2 separate regions of the Anas platyrhynchos genome follow, and region 2 is linked to region 1. The links are chromatin contacts, called in public Hi-C maps. All regions are on one chromosome and are shown on one strand. The core of a region is the stretch at or near the end of the contact, and the rest is flanking DNA. Distances in the headings are between cores, read along the strand shown.

What was found. A called contact is a pair of places that touch in the nucleus more often than the background predicts.
Region 2: a contact with region 1 is called in a Hi-C map of subcutaneous adipose tissue, with 2.0 times the contacts expected there. The contact joins two enhancer-like sites. A contact is called at or near these places in 4 of 8 Hi-C or Micro-C datasets (F1 follicle, skeletal muscle and subcutaneous adipose tissue).

Annotation. Positions count from the first base shown.
Region 1 is chr1:55,142,285-55,149,652 of IASCAAS_PekinDuck_T2T, reverse strand. All of the region lies in intron 1 of RBFOX2 (RNA binding fox-1 homolog 2), which reads right to left. Among named protein-coding and RNA genes, the nearest start is that of RBFOX2, 38 kb to the right of the region's middle. Within about 2 kb of position 4,877, at least 3 of the 8 cell types and tissues checked have an H3K27ac peak or open chromatin away from gene starts, as enhancers often do. A contact at or near this core is called in subcutaneous adipose tissue, where this site is marked.
Region 2 is chr1:55,199,056-55,206,423 of IASCAAS_PekinDuck_T2T, reverse strand. It overlaps RBFOX2 (RNA binding fox-1 homolog 2), which reads right to left. Exons shown (of 13, transcript XM_072038113.1): 2 at 219-443. Among named protein-coding and RNA genes, the nearest start is that of MB, 75 kb to the left of the region's middle. Within about 2 kb of position 3,558, at least 1 of the 8 cell types and tissues checked has an H3K27ac peak or open chromatin away from gene starts, as enhancers often do. A contact at or near this core is called in subcutaneous adipose tissue, where this site is marked.

The DNA of each region.
Region 1 (7,368 bases), core at 3,628-6,127:
TCAGCTCCCAGTTCTGAAATGCCATTCTACTGGAAATACCAGAGAGCCTAAATCCGGCTCCATATACCGCGGGACGTAAAATATCTCTATCTCAGCTTTCAGCAGAAAGCTCCGGAGGCTCATGACATTTACTCCTTTGGCCCCGTCAGTCTTTCTGCAGACCCTGCAGAGGATTGGAGCTGGTTGCCATAAATGGTTGGAAAACAACATGTTCTCCGAGCACTTGAAATTGAGGAGCACTGTTTTAGCTTAGGGAAACAGTGGCAAGGAGCCAGGGTGACAGGTGCCCCAGAAATGGAGATGATGATGAAGCTGTTGCCAACATGAGCCGCTGCCGTCCTGTTGACCTGTGAGAAAGGGCAGCCCGTGCTCCCCAGGTGTATCGGGGAAATGACGGACCAGAAAAGGACAGGATGCGTTTGCTGGCAGTAATTCAAGCCTCTCCTCATTAAAACCCGGCCGTGAAGGAATTTAATGGGTCTCATCAGGAACAATGCTACCAGTAAAACTTTATTAGGCATCGCGGCAAGCGCAGCTCGGGGCTGCCGTGACACGGCAGAGCGGCTCGTCGCAGCCCGCAGGCAGCAGAAGAGTTAAAAACGCAGATTCCTGCTAAAACTGCCAAGAGCTACAAACCTTCTCCTGTGTGGGCGGCAGCAGCAACTAAATCCACTCCCCAACAATTGGCTGGCCTGCGGAAAGAGAGGCGGGGAAGAGACAGGTCATGGGGGAGCCCCCCCCCCCCACCACCACCCCCAAGTAAATAGCTGCACAGCATCTGCTCAGGTTTTCGGCTGAAAACTGTCAGTCGGGTCCCTTCGTTTCACCACCAGCCTCTGCAGACAGCAGCCTCTGACCTTTATCAGGAAGAGCACCCTTGTCCTCTAATCACAGACTTCCTGGAAAACGCAATCTAGCCGGCAATTAATACAACATGAAAAAGAAAAAAAAAAAAAAGAAAAGGCTCCGTATCATGGTATTAGCACTGCAACGTTTTTAAATACACCCCCCCCACCACCACCAAAATGGCAGAAGAATTCAAGCATGTTCTCACAAGCCGTCTCACTCCCACTAGCATTACCTAACAGGACTCGTTCAAAACATTCTCCCTCACCTTTCCCCCCGCCGCCAAGCCTGCCCTTCCCGCAAAGCCTTCTCGTGCAGATGTCGCCTGCAGCAGCGCAGCTCCTCGCTGTGCAAGCTCCAACACAGGTGTGCAGAGCGTGACCTGGGCAGAATTACATGTGCCATTTTCCACTGGGAAATCTACGAGACTTATTAAGCCAGGACAGTGCCGATTAATCTACTAATGGAATGAATCAGAAGTGTGTTCCTGGCCCTTCTCCTTTCACATCCCAAAGCCTCCGGGGAGCTGAAACCATCTGGCAAATGCCTGCTCCGAGCGACGTTACGCTGGAAACACCTCTCCCTTCACATCGAGGAAGAACGAAACCATCTTCCCTCCAAGCAGCTATTCCGGGGAGTATCTGCTAAGCTTGCTGAGGAAGCCTGCAGCATCCTTCAGCAGCGAAGGCAGAGCTGCTCACTCACCGTGCAGGAGAAGCGGGCAGAAGAGCGAGCGATCCCATTCATTGACTCGGGGTCCCGCTGAAGCACGAGCCGGGCAGCGAAGCAGTTAACGCAGAGGCTGCCCTCCCACAGACACTTCCCGACAGCAGGAAGGCTCCTGCCCAAATCTCTCGGTCCTCTTTCGGTGCAGCGGGAGCTGCAGGTAGGCTAGCGAGAAGGTGTTTATGTAAAGAAAACAGGAAAGCTCTAAGCACCGGAGAAGGAGAGCTGGCCAGGGAACTTAAAGAGAAATCAAGATAGCAAACAGCTCTGAGGTTCATACGCGATGCGTGTTATTACAGCGAGGCAGAGGGAAGGACTGACTCAGAGATGCTGAACATCCTGCACCCTTTGAGTAATAGGCGAGAGGAGGAAGAAACAGAGCTATGAGACAGCTGTCACAGAGAACGGACCTCTGGCACTCGTAAGATCATACAGCAGCACAGAAGATTCCTTATTTTACAATTTAGACCCCCACACAAATAAAAGAGAAAGGTCCAAGATAACAGCAGTCACACAGCTGTGGAATTCTGCATGTGGTAACAACTGCTGTGTGTTTTTTTTTACTGTCACAGAATAATATGAGTAGTACAGGGCAGGGGAGACGAGAGGTCCTCTCTGCTCAGAGGCAATGCAGAGCATGTTTAGACAAGCATCCATCAGGAATTGCCTAACTTGTTATTACAGACTCCAAGAAGCAGCAACCCTGGTCCCCTAAAATTACCCTGCCTCAGTGCTTCACTACACTGAAACAGAAAATGTTTCACCCCGTAATACACAATTTAGGTCTTCTTTGATGCAAACTATGCTGTCTTTAATGGACACAGTAAATAATCATCCCCCATCCTCCATACTTTTCTGTTCTTTTTTCTTTTTATTTTTTTCCTGCTTTTAAAGAAATGTTTTCCTCATATATCACGCAACTGAAGCCTCCTTTTTTTTTTGTTTGTTTCCCTGGACTTTTTCCAAACCCTGCCTGCATCTTTCCTGAAGCACCTATAACCAGGTACAGTGCTCCACTCACCGTGCTGAGCTCTGAAGAATAATTACCTTCCCTCGTTACTTGACACACCTGGAAATCCATTCCAAATTCTTAAGACCACAAAAACCAGCGCCGCGTACTCAGTTTGTTATCTCCTGTTACCCCAGATGTTTCCTTCAGTACTACTGCTTAGCCAGCTACTCTCCATTTCACATTGGGAATTCAGCTCCCTTCATTAATACAGCTTGGTTTTGTTGAATTTCAAACCATTTCCTCAATTTACCGGGATCTTTTTGACACCTACCGCTGCCTTCCAAAGGCTGCCAGTGCGCACACACACATATATTCATTCACTGAATTACCCTGATGTTCGATGAGAAGCACGGGAGGGCACAGCAGCCAGGACAGACCATGTTAAGACTCCAGATACCACACACACAGAGCAAAGCATGACATAATTACTCCAGACATAGTTTTCCAATGAGGTGCTCAGGCGCTTCTTCATTTCACCTTTCATTTGCCTAGTTTATGTAAAGGTCAGGCCGGACTAGATCCGAAGCCAGTAGCTTTCTCCATCTGCCAGGCCTGCTGCCATGTCAAAGGAGAAAATTAAATTCATCTGACATGATTGGTCCTTAAAAATTAGCAATCTCTGTCTGCTGTTGCCTTAATTTCCTTTGGTAAAGCATCTTGACTGTAAGCATCCGATCTTTTTCAACATCTTCCTCGGTCCTGTAACTACACTGACTGGTTTTATTCCTTGAGCTCTCCCTTTAAAAAAATAAAAGACAGAAAAAAGGATGGAGAAATAGTGTTTATGTATTTATTCACACACGTACATCCTTCATTTCCCTGAAGGCTCTGAGACTGAGCAGCTTGCCCTGAGAGGCTGTGGACTCTCTCCTTGCTTGGTGACCTCCAAAAGCCACCTGGACGTGGTCCTGGGCAGCCTGCTCCGGGTGACCCTGCTGTGGCAGGCCTTGGAGCAGGGGGCCACCACGTCGCTTCCCACCTCAGCCATCCCGTGGTTCTGTCAGATTTCCTGCTCTGCAGAACACAGACAGCCTCCAGGGAACCTGGAGAGGCCAAAACCAAGCTGGACACGGGGCACCGAATCGCCCTCCCCTGCTCTCCCTGAAGCACGAGGTGCTCCTGCTTCACGGCAAGGGTCGGAAACCAAGAGATAACCCCAAAGGCACGCTCTGGAAAACGAGCGGAGGCAGGAGAAAGGCGCTGGCTGAGCGCTGGGTGCCCTCTTCTGGCAGCCCACAGCCCGAGCCGCAGGGCCAGCCCCAACCCGGGCACCCCAAGGCCCTGGGCCCAGCCGGGCTGCCCAGGTATCGGGGCACCCTCCCTGCTCCTCCAGGGCCCTCCACAGAGCCCCAAATCCCATCGCTCACCGCCACACCATGCTGCACTGGGACGCTTCAGGAACCCGGCCTGTCCTTCCTCAGCACGTACACCTGCCTGGGGGAACCCGGGAGTCGCTTTTGCAAAAGCAGTGCAGCCTTTCAGGAAGAAAAAGGTGTTAAATACACATGAACTACTCACATTTTCTTTCTACTCTCTGTTGTGATTTCTTTTCCCCCCAGTTAGGAAGAAAATCCTAACCCATACGTGTCAGTGCAGCTGTGGATGCGCTAGGAACTGAGGCCTTGAGCCCGCAGGTTGTTCCTGTCCCACCCCTGACAGCTCCCAAAACAGCTCAGTTTTAAGTTAGCTGTGCACAGAAGGACTTTTTTTTTTCCCCCTCCCTCATAAAATATACCTAAAGTGCAGGACTCGTCACCACAGGATGTTGTGGATGCCAAAGACTTAGACAGCCTCAGCAAGCATTTAAACGAGTTCAATAAAGAAAAATCTATCACAGGTGACCTTAAAAATAATAATAATAAAAAAAAAGAATCTATGGCCAGGAAATCCCAAAGCCACCAGACTGCTTAAAGAGTACCTAGCAGGGGAAGTATCGCCGAATCTTGGCGCTGCTCCCTGTGCTTTAAGTACCTGCCATTAGACACTGTCAAAGACACGACGCTGGAGCACAGAGACCTTCTGCCCGGCCCAGAATAGCCACGTTTATGCTCTTCAGTGTGATCTAATACCCACAAACAAGCTGTTTTCTCTACACCATTGGGTTTTACCCTGCACTCCTCCAACCGATCATTTTATTGACTGCTTCTAATACACAAGCCATAGTCTCTTGCACTTCCAAAACCATTCGGAAGGGGAAATCTGACCAAAATGCTGCCCCTCTAGCCCAAATACCTCAAGGGGTTGGAGTCTCCAAGGCTCTTGCATTGCATTGGGTAAGACTTAACGGTCAGAAAGTACATCAGAGAACAAAAAAGTGGTCTCCTGGTCCTCTCCCAAGAAGGATGACTCACAGCTCCTCTCTTTAACCCCGAGAAGAGATGAGAAATCGCTTGAATCGGACAACTCAAACATGAAAGGAATTTATATTACATCATCCAGCCCATTTCCTGCCAACGCCTTGCAGCCCCAGAACTTGGCCGGACTATTCATCAGCAAGGTAATCGTTACTTCCCTTGAGAGACTGCTTATAGGGCTCCGGGATCTTATTGTCAGGAAGTCTTCCCATGTATTCCAATTAGATGCACTCTTCTCCCTCATTTCATCGTCTCATATAACTTTTCTCCTTTTTTTTGTCGTTGTTTTTTTGTTTTGCTATTGAGTAACAGTGAGGCACGCGTTGATATGGAGCTTGCTGAAGGAGTTTGTGAAAGATATTCAGTGTTCTCCAAGAAGAGGATTCCCTGCCTTGTATTCAGAGGCTAGGAAAGCAGCAGACACGAGGGAAAAGGGAAATAAACACATTTAGATCCATTTACAGGACTTGCCAACTGCACAACAGTATGCTTCATGTGCTACTTAACCCTTTGGATGGGTCTTGATAGCAGGAGATCAGCTACACAGAAAGGAGAGGAGAGATCTAGGGAATGTGGCCATCATGCCTCAGTTCAGAATATAATTTTAGAAAGCAGTTTTGTAACACCCGCAGTGCTTGGCGGTGTACACACTATAGCTTTTTCTACTCCCAACTCCTGCATCTTTCCTGCAGTTTCTTATAGGGATATAGCTGGGGCTTCAGAAAATGAGGAGTCACCAGACAAGTGTTTTCCCGAGATGGTTCTGAATTTGGAGGAGAAAGGTTACTGGAGTGGTCTTGGAGCTCATCCTTCCTCTTCCAAGTCATCGGTGACTGGATCTGCTTGAACTTCAGTCTGTAACCAACCTCTCCTTCAACTTTGCTTCCACTCTGCTTTTTTTCCTACCCCAGTATCTCAATTTACGTTGCTTTTCACTAAATTCTTCCCATCATCAACATTTTCCCCTCTGAACACTGCAAGTTAGAGTTGGATGCCATCCTGTAAAAGATGTCCCAGCAAGTCCTCCCCTGCTGCAGTGGTAACCGTATTTCTGTAACACACCTTAAACTGTCCCCACCCTGCTTACTGCCTAGGTGCTAAGCTGTAACCCCACGCAGTTACCCCACTACACACCACCAGACCCCTCCGTGTGCAACTGCTTCACAGACGCTTCCCACCTCTTGATTATCTTAGAGCTTTTTGCTCAGACTGCATTCTCTAAAATGAAGCTTGTTATCTTTTATGGGACATCGCAGCCAGTAACAGAACATCCCATAAGTCCTGTGTAGTACAGAGAGGAAATATTTTACTGCTTGCCTGAAGGGAGGTTGTGGAAGCCAGGAAGCAGCAGATTTGGCAGTCTTACCCCCTAATTCACCCAATCTTAGACATAAGGAAGATGTTTAGAGCAGTCCCCCCTCATTAGCTTGGGTCTATCCCAAGCCTTGCATCGCTTACTTTCAGGCAAAGAAATACTCCCCTACAGTACCATGAATACCAAACCTTCCCCATTTTACACAGAGGACCTCAGATACTTCCTGATCTTTGTCCTGGCCCTTTGCTCAAAGAGAACAGTTTTGAACTTTTATTCAAGGCCTTTCTCCCTCTCTCTGTCACTCAGTTTAAGGATTTGCATTAAATATACTTCATTCAAACCAGAAGTGTAAATAAGGTGGCAAACAAACCAAAAACCCACAAACATAAACCCTCCCTTCCAGCTCCCTAATAACACCACTTCTGCTGCCACAATCTTACTCATTTACCCAGCAAGTTAGCATACTCACTAGAGGGTGTATTTCCCTGGTCAGTTACAAGAAGGGAAACAAATTAAAAACCCAAATGCTTTTCAGGAATACTACTTAAAGGTTTAAACTCTTGAGACACGCAGCCTTTATAACTGGAGAGATTTTGGCTGGTGCAACCATGGTACAAATAAGAACAGAGAAGTAACCAAGACATTTTCTTCCTGAAGGTCACTACTTCATGGCGAGAGCAGCTTGGTATGGTAACACTGAACTAAACCAAGAGGTTTTTGTGGATACCCTAATCCATGCTGAACTTCCAAGCTGCTAACCAAGTCGAGGCAACATCCCCAAATTCACGCTTCATCCATGTGATGGAGAGGAGGGAGACAGGCAAAGGAGACCCAGACCACCCTGGGCTTCCTCTCCCAGCTCCCTGCACAAGGAAAATAAACAGAAAGAAAGCAAGAGGGGAGGCTTCCTGTTCTCACAGCCTGCAAGCACAACTCGCCCAGAGCAGCCCCACAGCCACGGGGAGGGAGCGCGCACAGCTTGCCTGCGATGCTCCAGCAGATAGCCCCAAGCAGCAAGCGAGCAGCAGCCCAGGGGATCAGGCTGACAATTGGAGAGGATTTAACAGCATCTCACCTCAAGCCTGAACTCAAACTGAGGGGCTCGTGATAAAGCT
Region 2 (7,368 bases), core at 2,309-4,808, 58 kb before region 1:
TATGGCTCCTCTTCCCAGAGACCTATTTACAGGAGAACATGCACAAGAACGTAGCAATGGATCATCAGAACCTCCGGCCTTTTGCGATCCTCTCATTTTCAGATCTCCCACTGATGTGCTGCATACTTCAGAAGGAGTCAGCCACCTGCTCCGTGGCTGCCTCTTCCAGAAGCAGCTCCCTGGCCGGAGAGCCCAGCGACCCTGCCCCAGACACTTACTGCGAGAGATCCGTTCTGCGTGCTGGCCGTGGTCGTGCTCTGCTCTCCATGCGGCTGCGTGCTCCCGTAGAGCGTCAGATTGTGCTCGCTGGTCTGGCCTGCATAGTCCTGAGTGTGTGGCACCCCGTACTCTGTGGGAATCCCGTTCTGTGGGGGTGGCGGAAATGGGATTGTGGTGAATGGCTGCACCATTGCATCAGGAGTTGCTGCTGGCTCCTGGTTACCCTGGAGAAAGGAGAAAGCAGAAGGCAGCTTTACTACACCGCGGCAGGCAGATGGAAACATCACCCGGAGAAGTTATCCACAAACAGTCCGTGTCAACATCCCACCCACCGCCGCTGTAATACTGCACCGTCTGCTGTTATCTTCTCTATCAAAAGGAGCACGCCTCGCTCCTCCGAACTATGACACCGGTTTTTAATCTCTTTTGGGCAACTTTCTCGCTGCTGGGTGGCATACGGAGAACAAGCTATCAGGCGTGCAGTTTGCTTGCTAAGGAAAACACAGATACCGATTGCTACGGACGCAGAGATAGAAGAACAAGGTGCTAGCTTTCAAGATCCCTTCAAAGCTAGGAAAAGGGGGGAGCTGGGGAGACCTCCCCGAGCCCCCTGGGGTGCAGGAGCACAGCCTTGGCATTGAAACCCAACCCTAGGAGGCCCAGCCCGCAGCACTGCTCCTACCGCTTTCACCGCCGCCGCAGCGAAATCCACGGAGAAGATTTATGATAGCAAGGCTGTTTGATTTATGTGCGTGTCAACAGACTAATCCTGATTTTAAATTTTGGCTGCTGTTCCAGCCCCGGGTCCTCCCCCACAAAGCCCAGAGGTACTTGAGCCTATTCTGACACCAGCATGCTTCAATCAACGGAGGAAAAGGGGGAAAGGAGCTTGTCCTGCAGGCGGGGAATTACAGAGCAGCCTTCAGCAGGGAGCACGCCGGGGCTGCAGGGCCCCCGCTGCAGCTGGACAAACCTCCCAGTCCCTTTATCAGGCTACCTGGGACTTTCCCTTCCCGGCAAAGGGCACGATGACAGCATGCATGCAGCCAGCACCAGCTCATTCAGATGCCATCCGAGTCCCAAATCTGCTCGGACGTCGGCGTACCCAGGCCTCGTGGCAGCCTGGCTTTGTCTCCCTCGGGTGAGGCTGCAGAGCGCAGCCCTCACGCAAAGTGATGACTCTTTGCCCCAAAACGAGGATGGCTCCCTGTGCTTGTGCTCACTCCCAGCGTTATGGTGTGGGGCTGCCGACAGCCTCAACCCCGCTGGAGATCCGTGGGGCGAGCTCCAGCTCCACGTCACCGTCTTTCCAAGCTCTCTGCTGCTGACCACGTTTTGTTACATCCAGCCTCCCGCCTGTTTCCATACAGCTCACGTTGCCAGCCCATTTCTTTTGTTAAACATTAAGAGCTAAATATGAAACCGATCTTTTTTTTTTTTTTTTTAATCTCAAAAATCGGTAAGATAACCCCAGGAAAGATGCCGCAGCAGAAACTATTTCTAATTTTCTTCGAACAAACCAGATTCGTAAGCTGGTGGGATCCCTGATAGGAGGATGGGAATGCTAATTAGCCACCAACAAAACCTATTATGCCATCTTCTCAACAGTGCAGAGTTGCTCCCTGAAGGACATACTCCAGCGTTTTGTTTAATCTCACTCCTCGGCTACTTAAAATGCCAGCCCAGAAACCTTGTATCATCTTATTCTCAACGTTTCCCCCCCCCCCCCTCAGTTAATACTGCTCCTTCTGGTTTAAATGCATTGCAACCTTTTAAATATTTTCTCTCCTTTCTTCAATTATCTACAACTGTTTGAAGGATGAAAAATGCTATCTCTCTCTCTCGTGGTGTTTTGATGATACATATTTATTCGGAGCTTAATCACATCTCACAAGCCAAAATAACCTGGCAACTTTATTTATTACTTCTCTCTGACCTTCCTAAGATCTTTATATAAGGAATTTTTGGTACAGAATGCAATGTTTTAATACCACTGTCACTTCGGTTTTTAGCAATCTTACTAACACATGCAGAAATCATATTTTTTTATTACAAATGTATCTTTAATTTAATGTCTCAGGTTATCTGTAGATCTACCACTATTATGCTTGTCCAGGTTTCATCATCCGAGGGAGTATCTGGATCTCAAATTATTTTCTCTTGATATGATTAGGTACACGTTTCCCATCTGATTATTATTTTTTTTATATATATAATTTTAATTTCCTTCAGTGCTGTGGAATTACTTGTCCTGTCTCCACTGCTGTCTACAAAGAAGAACTCCTGAGGTGTTCTCCGCAGGTTTCGTGGCAGACCGATATCCTCCCCTCCCGTTACTCTACCTAATTTCAACATTTACCCAACACTTCATATTTTCAAGAACTAACAAAAAAAAAAAAAATCCCATTTATCTTCAAACACAGAACCTGAACTCCATTCCCTACCTCCAACCCTCCAGGGCAAGCCCTGCAGTCAGGAGCGTTGCTTTTCCCACTTCCCAGGAGGTCTAACGAGCAGCGAGAAAACCCTTGCTGGAGGTATGCAGAGGGGGGGGGATGCAACCAGAAGGGCTGAGCTGCAACTATTTGGTCTGTCCTGTCTCGACAACATACCTCACCGCATCGCCAGTGCTGCCTGGTTTAACTCGTGAGGTTCCCCACGTCAGGGCTTGACAGGGACAGACTGAGGTGGCCACGCCAAAGAGTGGTCACCCTTGCCAAACGCGTGCACAGATGCCAGGATCGCAGGATGGAGAAAGCCCAGCGACGCTCCCCCATCGACTGCTGCTGCTAGCGACGTGTGTGATGGGATGAAATGAACCTAATTAGCGCTCAGGAGCAGACAGCCCCTTCCTTCAGCTGCGAGGTAGATGGCGGCCGCAGCTCCCCCGCTCCCACAGCAAGCGCTTATTTATCTGCGGGGCTCGGAGCAGCTCCCTGGGGCCGAGCTCCGACACCTGCCCCATCAGCTCACACCACCAGGGCACCAAAGGGACAGAGGACACAGATACCAGACCAGGTTCCCAGATTCGGGCCCTGCTCTCAGCCCTACAGAGCCAAGGCCTTGTCCTCGAGCTGCCAGCTTCCCGTCTCTGGGTCGGGGTTTGGCCTACGGAGCTCAGCCCACGTTTTATTCAAAAACCCATTTTAAGGCAGTGAGAAACCCCAAACGGGGACACAGCTCCATGAGGCGATGTGGCGGTAACTTAATTAACAAAAGCTGGGCAGACGAGCCTTCAGCAAACCCGTGTGGCAGCACCTCACAGAGGGTGGGGGGAAGCCTCCACCAGAAGCACCGTGGCTCTGCGGAGGGGATTTAGGGTGAATTCTGTCAGCAGACAGCAGGTGGTGATCCAAGATCGCGGCACCGAGCGCCAGGGCCGCAACCACACACACAAAGGCCTCCCGCTCCCGTAAAGCTGTCAGCTAACAAAAAGCTCGGTGTATTTTGCCAGGGGCCGCTTTTGGGAAGCGCCACAACTTGGGTGTTGCCCGGTAGCTTATGAAGAGCCACGAGCTTCGGAGAAAGGCTCAAGGAAATGTTACAGCTCGTAAACGTGAGCCTCTTCAAGGCACCTTTCACTGCTGGTAAGCCCCAAAACATCGGGCTAGACGTGAGCAGATGCCTGCTGAGGGCACGGGGAGGGCCAGCCCCGCTGCTGACAGACAAGCCTCTGCCGTGCCTGTGTTACTGAGGCTGGAAGGAGCTGCCTCCCGGCTAGCTGAAGGCAATTAAGGTGTTTGTGACGACTGGTGTGTTCCCAGCTACGGCTGTTTGCTCTCCGTGCCAGCCCTAATCCCTTTCGTCAACAGCAAAAAGTGCTCGGAGCTCGGATCTGCAGAGCCCAACGAGATAGGGATGAGGGAACGGCGCTGTCCCCCTCTGAGCAAGTCACAGAGGCCCCTGGGGAGGCAAATGTGCCACGTGGCTCCCGCAGAAGAGGCCTCGTGTGGCTCCTCGTGGAGCAGACAAGGGCCACCCTGCAACCCTGCTGTAGCAGACCAAGAGAGAAGTGAGAGAAAACACAGGCTGCTTTCTCCCCCTTCTCACCGTGAACGCAAATTAAGCCTGCTGCAGTGGGCTCACCTTCCCAGCCCTCCCAAAACAGCCTCCTGGGGCCCCGTGGGTGCTACGGCTCCAAGTGGAGCCGCCGCCCTCTTACATACTAAGAGTACTAAGAAGTACTTTTTATTATCAGGTTAGTTTTGTTCCCAGTTAAGAGTGCTGAAGCGGCTTGGCAGAGAGCAAGAGGAGAACGGGAGCCAGATGGGGGGGAGCAAAGGGCTGGGGCACCCGCAGTGGGATGAGCTGGGGCGAGCCGCAGCACACATTAACCCTCTCCCAGGCCATCCCCAAATTGCCCCCTGATGATAACAAGCATATTAGGGAGCAATCTAAATTATGCCTTGCTCTTTAGGGTCAGTTTGTGTTGAAGACAGTCAAACACAAGCCGAAGTGATGCATGGGATGGTGCAGCCATGTGTTTCCATCACCCCCATCCTGCTGAAACTCAGCCACACGAACCCTTCTGGGATCTGGGAACATCATACAAGCTCTTTACCCCAAAACACAGTAATAACACTTTCCACGTCATCGCCATTTCATTATTGACCAGCTTCTGAATGGGAAGAGCTTTACAACTTCTAACTTTTACTCTAAATCAGTCCTTTAGCACCCGACCCCATAGGTACAAAGCCTATGGAAAGAAAGGTTCGGAATGAAAAGGCCATACAAAGCTAAAAGGAAGGGGGAAGACACAAGGGAAGGAGAACAAAAAGAGAAAAATGCCAAAAATACATGTGGACAACACGCCTTCCCAGCAAGCGTTACTGATTACAAGACCTAGGACAGCACAAGGTAACTTCTGAGCACAGTGACTACATCACCAGCCCCTGGCAATCTTCACCTCTGCCCAAACCTTCCCTGGACCGGCCTGGGTGCATGACCCCAACCCGACACCCACACCTGCAGCGAGCACTACAAAGGCATTGCTGAGACTCCAGAGAGCGAGGCCAGCATGTCTGTCTGTCTGTCTGGCGACCCAGACTGATAAAATCAACTTTTTTTTTTTCCTTGATGTTGGTCGATCATAAAAGCACCTTGAGGAGGATCACAAAATGAGGGGGGTTGGGATTTCACCTCCATGCCTGGAGCTTGCTTTTCATTAGATTTATGACACAGTGGGGATTTTTGACTCTGCTACCGTAGACACAACAGCAATGCCTCCTGAACCCCTGAAAAGTTTTGCAAGAATTTGGAGTTTTATGCCAGATTTGTTAAGGCAAAGTTTAGAGGCGCAGTTTTTTATTGTTACTTACATTGGATGCAATCATTTGAGGACATGCTTTTTCAATTGGCTTAGCTTAAGCCTAAATAAGCTACCCTTCCACCAAAATAGATGCCCAGGCACAGACCCGCACCTCGCTCACCATTTAAAGGCATGTTTTCTTCAACTTCCCGGTGCGAGCTTCCACTAGATTATCTAATCTTGTCCTTCCTTCTCCTCGATATGTAAAGCAAGGGAAGAACAAGTTATCTTCCAATATGCGCTCTATCACTCCAGGCCACCAAAAACTGTTTGGTAAAAGAAAGCAGCTGGCTTTTTTTTTTTTTTTTTAAATAAAAAAATAAAAAAATGGAGAAGTTCAAGCCCCTCTGTTGTAGGAAAGGAAGAAAGACAATTGTAGTCTTATCTTACCCTTCTACACAGGAAGCACTCACTCATCCCCACACTGTCATTATTTCCAGGACTGGCCAAGGTTTGCTCCATCCCTACGTGCAGATGTGGGCTCTCGGTGCTGAACGTGCGCTCCTGTAATTAAGAAGCCCCTGGGCAACCTGCAGAGAGGCTCCCGGCTGGATACGGCCAAAGCCTGAGAGTAGCACATCAGCAAGGTCCAGAGCCACAGCCTGAAACGTACCTGCCCACCTTGAGATTTTAAGAACACGGATTTCCTCCGCCTAAAATCTACATTATTCCCCTTTCCCCAAAAAAAATAAATAAAAAGAAAAAAAGAAGCAGAAGTTAAATGTTACTGGCAATTAAGGCGTCCCAACAAATGCTTTCAATCAATTCACGCTCTCTGGGGTTGATTAGAAAGAGAATTGTGCTTCACAAGACTCCATCAAGGCTCCAACATCTGTTTCTATTCCATACTAGGAATGAAACTACTTCTGAAAATTATTGGGGTAGAAAGGGGGTTGGGAACAAAGGAAAAAGTCCCCAGGATGGATGCTTCCTAAGCAAGAAAAGCCAGCATGAATGAAAGGCCAGGCTCAGATTCCTGTTTGAAACCAATCTTTAGCACCTACCCTGGCGGTGTTCTCAGCTCCACGTGAACATTTTCCACGTTGCATTCATAGTCAAATGTTCTTGGGAGAGAGATTTCCATAAGACAGCTAGCTTCTACCAAACTGCTATGAAAATAAAGCCTCAAAATACGGTGAATCTAGTCACACACTGATCCAACAGGCACCCAGAGTGGCAGAAGCATCCCCCGGACGAGTGAGATGACTTCACCGCTGGGCGAAGAGGGTTAAGTTTCCTCTTCTGGACCAGAATTCAAATGAATCACAGCTAAGAGACAGTGCACTGCAGATGTGTCACGTATGTTTAATCCAAGCTAACCACGATTAGCTTTTCGGGCAGATTAGCAAACCGATCACACTCACAGTCGCACGAGTGCGGATTCCCATGCAGGGAGGCAGCAGGATCCAGAGGCCAGCAGCAGGGAAGGAGCAGGGTGATGGCTCGTCTGGGGGCAGTCCGTGGCTGCATCAGATCAAGCCCACCCTCATACCTGGGTACATACGCAACTGCAGAGGACCTGCCTGCACTGCTTCTCTGCCTGAGTTGACCACTAACCTGCAGATCCCTGGTGCTGCTCAGTACAAGAAGGGCCGCAGGACAAAGGGAGGAAAATCCCCGGTAGCTCTCTGGGAAAGCTACGTGGGAAAAACCCATGGTAGCTCTCTGCCGGGATGGCAGGGGATTGGCACAGCTCAGCCATCCCAGCCAGGTCTGCAGGCAGATCGCTCGCTTCAGGCGGCTTTGTTTCAAGGCCGATGCAATGGCAGCTTTCCAGGTGATGCTGTATTTCTAAAAACCAGCATCTGCCTCTTCAAACCCAACCAGGAACCTGAGCTGGA